Linked DNA regions of Rattus norvegicus: region 2 is linked to region 1. Evidence: chromatin contacts called from public Hi-C data. All regions are on one chromosome and are shown on one strand. The core of a region is the stretch at or near the end of the contact, and the rest is flanking DNA. Distances in the headings are between cores, read along the strand shown.

Evidence for each region. A called contact is a pair of places that touch in the nucleus more often than the background predicts.
Region 2: a contact with region 1 is called in a Hi-C map of the A7r5 cell line, with 2.3 times the contacts expected there. The contact joins the enhancer-like site here to the promoter of Tgfbr3 in region 1. A contact is called at or near these places in 3 of 12 Hi-C or Micro-C datasets (the A7r5 cell line, the Rat2 cell line and psoas muscle).

Annotation. Positions count from the first base shown.
Region 1 is chr14:2,632,747-2,636,153 of GRCr8, forward strand. Tgfbr3 (transforming growth factor beta receptor 3) reads left to right here and starts at 1,548. Exons shown (of 17, transcript NM_017256.1): 1 at 1,548-1,791.
Region 2 is chr14:2,756,051-2,759,206 of GRCr8, forward strand. The region is part of intron 4 of Tgfbr3 (transforming growth factor beta receptor 3); the gene reads left to right. Among named protein-coding and RNA genes, the nearest start is that of Tgfbr3, 120 kb to the left of the region's middle. Within about 2 kb of position 1,896, at least 23 of the 93 cell types and tissues checked have an H3K27ac peak or open chromatin away from gene starts, as enhancers often do. A contact at or near this core is called in the A7r5 cell line, where this site is marked.

The sequences.
Region 1 (3,407 bases), core at 298-2,797:
AGAGGCGTAGCCGAGAACTTCTCCTGTTGGTCTCTCCTGCTGCTGAGGCTGAGGCCTGGCTGTTTCTGCTAGGCAGTGCCACTGCTGCTGATTCCTGTTTACTGTCCCGACTCTACTGAACTGGCTGCCCATATGTCGTGAAGTGTTTGTGGGTGGATGGAGCTGTCTCTTCGAACCTGTGAACTGAACGGCCGATTTCCAGACAATACAGCTGGGAGTTGCTCCAAAGGACCATTTCTAAACAGGTCCACTCCCCTGTTACCCTTTCCTTTTTCCTACCTCTCTGGTGGGTGATGGGCTAGAAGGGAGGTTAAGGTGTCTAAGAACCATCATTAAAAAATAGACTTTAAAAATTAAAATTACAGAAGTCTAACTGGGTCCCTCATTTGTGCAAAGGTTCCCTGATTATCCAACAACTGTCAAGACTGGAAACCTGTCTTTGAACCAGTCACTTCTGTCACTTCATCTGCTGTGTCACTGGTAGAGTTTCCGGTGAAGTAGCTGGTGACAGAATTCTGTGGGTCAAGGTGCTTGCTGCCAAGCCTGAAGAACTGCACCTAAGTTGGATTCCTGGGCCCTACGTGGTGGAAAGGGAGAAAGTTGTCTTCTGACCTCACTCTGGTCAAGGCTGTTTTTGAACTTTTGATCCTCCTGCCATACTTGGTTGTATGGGGGGCTGGGGATCAAACTCAGGGCTCTGTGTATGTTGGGCACATAACATTACTACTGAACTATGGCCCCAATGGGCAATTCACCTTTCAACAGAAAGCGAAGTGTAAACAGAGCATCAGAGTTGTGTTGGTGATTGAAGTAGTGGCGTTCAAGCCTTGCAAGGTGCATGTCGCCGGCACATGCGTGCAGGCGGGACCCTGCGTGCTCGCCTGTCCTTCACACTCAGGGCCATGGGGAGACTGCAGGGTTGGAATTCAGGTAGCACAATAGCTAGAGAAGGCACTCTGTGCCAGGCTGTACAGAGAAAGAGCATGATAACCAGAACCGGGAGAAAACCCAAACTGGGGCAGAATGAATGTATGTGCACGGGGCTGCGATGTAGGAGTGGGCTTCTCTGAGATATTTTAAAAAAGAATTTTGATATCGACAACCACGGTCCCTATCTTCTCTTAAGACCCTGGTAGTTTGAAGGATCCAGAGAGAGGCAGCGAGTCCCCTCAGTGATCGCCACATCCCGGGTACCCCACACTTCTCCCAGGCCAGGGATCCCCAGCTGTTACCCCATCCCGGGCCGCTCCCTGACTTCCTTTCTCTCCTTCCAGCCCCAGCCTTCTCTGCCCGAAGGGAAGCGCAGGCTGGAGCAAGCTCTCTCGGCTCATCCATCAGCAGTGGAGGAGGAGGAGAGGAGGGGCAGGAGGAGGAGTTTCTAGGCGGCCGAGCCCCCAAGGCCCGCAGTGCCCTTCCCCCCTCGCGCTGATTGCTGTGGCTGCGCGCCCGACCCCGCCCGCGCGTGTGCGCGGCCGAGCTAGGGCGCCGCACGGGCCCGATGGGGGTGATCCAGGCTTTCGGGGACGCCGAGCGCCACTTTCCTCCTCCCTGGCAGTGAGAGACAGTGGGGAGAGGAGAAAGCGGGCTGCTGTCCTTCCAGGCCACTTTCGCTGCGCGATTCCGCGAGCTCCCGGCAGGAGGTGAAAGTCCCCGGCGGGGTCCGGATGGCGCAGTTGCACTGCGGCTGCTGAGCTCGCGGCCGCCTGCGCGCGCTGGGCGCGGGGACTCGCTTCGGCTAGTAACTCCTCCACCTCGCGGCGGACGACCGGTCCTGGACACGCTGCCTGCGAGGTACGTGCTGCTCGGCGCCCGGTGAGCGGCTGTGCACGCTGCGCGGTGCGAGTCGGTGCCTGCTTCGCGGGGTTGCTCGGGTCACCCGGGACCCAGAGCCCGGGACCTGGCTTTGGCCGGGCCGGGTTGACGCTGAGCGGAACCAGGATCCGCGGCGGTCCCGGGTGGGCAGCTCCAGGAAGGAGTTCCCCACGCCCGCTTTCGCTCTTCCTCTCCGCGGTTTCCTAGTCCCCTGCGGGGCCGCAGGCCACTGCCCTCCCGGCGCGTGACAGCGTGGGTGGGCGCTGGACCCTGATGGATAGCAGAGGCCGCGGCCGCGAGACACGCGCGCCCACGCCAGTCCAGGGTCCCTGACGGCCACTCCCTGGCTCGGGGAGTCAGTCCTGAAAACGCAGCGGAGGACGCGCCCGGGTTAATCCCGCCGCGCTCCCGCTGATGGTAGAGGCTCCCTGCGAGTGTGAACTTGGTTGGGACAAACTTGAAACTCATGGATGTTGCTAGAGGAATCCGCTTGCAGAGTTGGGCTGATTGGGACATTTGTCCCACCTTCCCGTACCCGACAGGAGTGCAGACTGCTGGCGTGACGAGCCCCAGTTACCGAGGCTTTAGGTGTTCGTGCAAACGGTCGCTCCGCTAGCTGTGAACTGGGAGGACTCGGTCCCCCAAGGTGGCTGTGCGGTTGGAGGAGTGCACATATGTTCCGGACTGGGACCGCGCCGCCGAGCGCTGCACAGGTGTTTGCGCCCCGTGCTGCGCCCTGCGGTGACAGGAGAGCCGCGAGGGGAGGGATCCTGCGAGTGACCCACTGAGGTGAAGAACCAGCCGACTTAAAAGTTTCTTCTTCCTTTGAAGAAGTGAGCGGCTTTGGAGAGTACCCACACGCAAACAAAACAAAACAAAAACAAAACAGAAAACCGTAACGGGATCCTTTAATATCCCGGGAATGGCCCTCTTTCAGATTGTAGCGGATAATTCTAGGGAGAGCTTAGCTGGTTCTTTGGAGGTACTCAAACCGGAGTGTATTGATCCCCTCCTGTGTGTCAGTATCTCCAGCAACTCCAGCTAGTACCTGTCAGGACTTAAGGACCACCCCAACTCTATGGTTAAAAGTGATTTTAGTGGGCCCATTTTACAGATCACATGTTAGACGCTAGTCCAGAAATCATATACAGCTTTCTGTTACTTTTAACCCAATGCTGCTTGGGTCATGGCGAAGTCCTTGGCCCTCCGTTCTCGCCCAGCTTCCTGTTCGAGTTGAATATACCCTTTGAAACACAGATAGATTATCTGTGATTAATTTAGGTGATCATACATGTATGTACTTTGCAGGAGCCAGAATCCAGCTTCTCCAAGCCTGGGTCCAAATAATTATAAATAGAACTCTGACTTGTGTTAGTTTGGATCTTTATTCTTTATTACTTTTATTAATCCACCAGACGTTGTTGATCAAGGCCGCTTGGCTTCCTTAGGAAACAGCTTGAGGTTGGCACAGGAGGCAGGGAAATAATTCTTACCCCCTGAAGGGCTATTAAACAGGACTTGATTTCATGCCATTGTCTCAGCGAGAGGATGTTGCTCTGTTTCTTGATGTTCTCTGCTTTTGGCTTTAATTCTGC
Region 2 (3,156 bases), core at 646-3,145, 120 kb after region 1:
AAAAAATAATAGACTTGGCTCTTGTAGCCTCGCCGTAAGTTCTTGTAATAAAACTCCCAACCTTGGCAGATAGAGAGATGTTCTGCTCTTAAAAAAAAAAAAATCTGGTAGCATAACTTGAATTTAAAAATACCAATGCTGTGTACAGTTCGAGCAGGAAAGAACATTCTGGTAAGGAAGGGACTCAGGTGTACCTCAGCTTCCCTGGATTTGTTAGATCACAAAATAACTGAGTGATTGTCCCTTCAACGGGCCCTTGCTAAGAGTGGAGCTCCCTGGAGCTCAGCGTTCTGTGCATTCCCACAGGAAGACGTCTGTCATGTCAGGGAACGTCAGGGGGTTGGGTTTTAATTAGAAAGCAGGAGGAAAGTTCAGTGGGTGGAGACACGGAACTGCTAAGTACGCTCTAATAATTGGTCTTTAGCTAGAGTTATTAGGTGAGAAACCAAAATCATTAGCTTTAAAGCCTGGCTGAGAGTCATTTTCTGGGGGAGGCGGGGAAGCTAGAAACTCTGGGGTGAAAGTGATTTTCCTGTAAGTGACATCAAGAAGGGTCCCATCAACAAGCAATCATTAACCCTGCCTTGCATCACGCACTGTACCAGCTGACAAAATTCACAATGAAAGCTTGCTTCCTTGGCCCTCAGGTGTTCTGTGTCAAGGGAAGATGGCGGGTGTGTCAGTATGTAGGAACTGTTATAGGAGGGCAGGGATGGGCAGGAGGCCCTGAGGAGAACAGGGAGCATGGAAGGCCTCACAGAGAAGGGCATGGAGGAAAGGAGCCTGTTGGCCAGGTGCGGAGGGCACAGCCGAGTGATCTAGGCAGGGAAGGAAGAGAGAAGGCCCAGCATTAGGTCGTTTGTTCTACAGCAGTGATTGGTTCTCTGGGCTGAATTCTGGGCATGTGGTAGAGTGGTATGAAATAGAGGGGGAGGGGCAGAGACTCGCCTCTTCCCCAGCTATGTGCCACATTAAGATACTTAAGGGGCTGGAGAGATGGCTCAGCGGTTAAGAGCACTGATTGCTCTCCCAGAGAGGACCTGAGTTCAAATCTCAGCAACCACATGGTGGCTCACAACCATCTGTAATGGGATCTGATGCCTTCTTCTACTGTGTCTGAAGACAGCTACAATGTACTCTCATTAAATAAATTTTATGTATTTGTAAAAGGATGCTGTTCTGTAATATCACCTGTTTGCATTTTAGGAAGATTTTCCAGGTTACAATATGGAACACTGGTGAAGGAATGGGATTGGCTGATAAGAGAGTAGGGCTTGAAAGATGGCTTATCAAACAAGGGTGCAGGGGTCTCCTCAGTGGAGGATGATAACTGGCTTCTACAAGTTGTCCTCTGACCTCCAGATCTGTCTCTTGCCAAATGTGCCTACTACTACTACTACTACTACTACTACTACTACTACTACAATACACAATACACAATACACACACACACACACACACACACACACACACACACACACAGGGAAGGGGAGGGAAGGGAAGGAAAGGAAAGGAACTTGTCAGTTTTGAGTGTGGGGCTCTTTCTGGAGGAGTTGGAACAGAAGCCTGCTGTGACTGCAAGTCCAAGCCTCATGCGTGGGTCTTGCCCTGGTGCTGAGGGAGACTCTTAGTCTCTCTGAGGATTCTTTCTCTATGGAATTCTGGTCCATTTCTGGTCCTAAGGATTGTGGGAGCTACCCGTGCACGACATCTACAACTCCACCATGGCTGGGAGGGGCCTTTGCAGGGCCTACAGGGCTGGTGGCTGAGGGGAGAGCACGCTGACTAACCACTTTCGAAAGCAGAAAATTTCCATTGACCTGTAGTCAGGGACACCTCCCTGCCCCTGGCCACTTCCCTCTCTCTGTATTGGAATGTGCCTGAGGAGTGGCGTTAACTCCGTTTCCAAATTCCTCAGCTCTGAGTTTATGAACTTTGGGGCTGCTTGGAGAGAACTACACTGGGGCAGCATTGCTGGTGTGTGGCAGGGAGGACCGATCAGCAGGAGCGGCCCCTGCTTGAGCCCCACCGTCACGTGGCTCTTTCATGACTTCAGGCCACATTCCACATTGCCGTGTACCCCTCCCTGTTGCACTGTTCTTCTTGCCCGTGGAATGCACCAGTGTGACACATCTCTTCGTTCACTCTGGGGGGGGGGAGTTTGCTTTGCACAATGCATTTGAAACCCAGAGTTAAGTTGCACGTCTATAGCACGAAAAGGGAGGCAAACCACGAACATCTCAGGATCCTCACCTTCACATGCACATCGATGCCGGCATGGGTCAAGGCCTACCCTGCCCTGCTGTGGGTTTTATTCTTTCAGTGAGAAGCTGAATAAAAATGTGTCAGTTCTTCCCAGCAGCAAGAAGATTTTACTGTGGGGCTAAAGTCACGAGATCTGGTGAAGATGGTTTAGGGTTCGGTGTTGGGGCGTGGCCACACCCCCGCAGAGATACCCAGGAGTGGCTTGGTTAGTAGAGGCAAGAAGATGGTTGGTGACCTTTGACACTGGCTTCCCTTGAGCAGACCAAGGACTGAGTCATCGTTACCTGTAACTCGAGGCACTCGAAGGGCTGGTGGTTGTGCCTGACTCATAGTTGGTGGGCAGCTAGTGTTTATTTAGGACATAGTTTTTATACCCAGTTTATTGATGATTGGTTTCGTGCTTCCTGAGCCAGTACAGACCAGAAAGGCTTCCTTAAACGTTAAGGACTCACAGGGCCTTGTGAGATGACCCAGTGCCTGCTACTAAGCCTGACAACCCCTCCAGTTGTCCTCTGACCTCCATACACGCCCAGGGACACACACACACACACACACACACACACACACACAAAGTAAATAACTATGGAAACAAGAAAGATCGAAACCTGATATGCACCTTAAAGTGGGGTGACTAGGGGTTCATCCTGGGGAGTGGAGCCAATATTTGGGTAGTAATGACACTCGGTAATGTCAAGTAATGACACTGGGTCATTACTCCATGGTCGCTGCCGCAGCCTTCCCAGCGTGTACCGTCAGCGTTTTCAGCAAGTTTGCTCAGACTCAACGAAGTGGCACTGTGGATAATTCTTTGTTGGAGCCGCTCCACACGTCATCATAGGATGGCTAGATGAGATACCAGCGTCACCTCCTCCTGGTTATGAGAATCAAAAT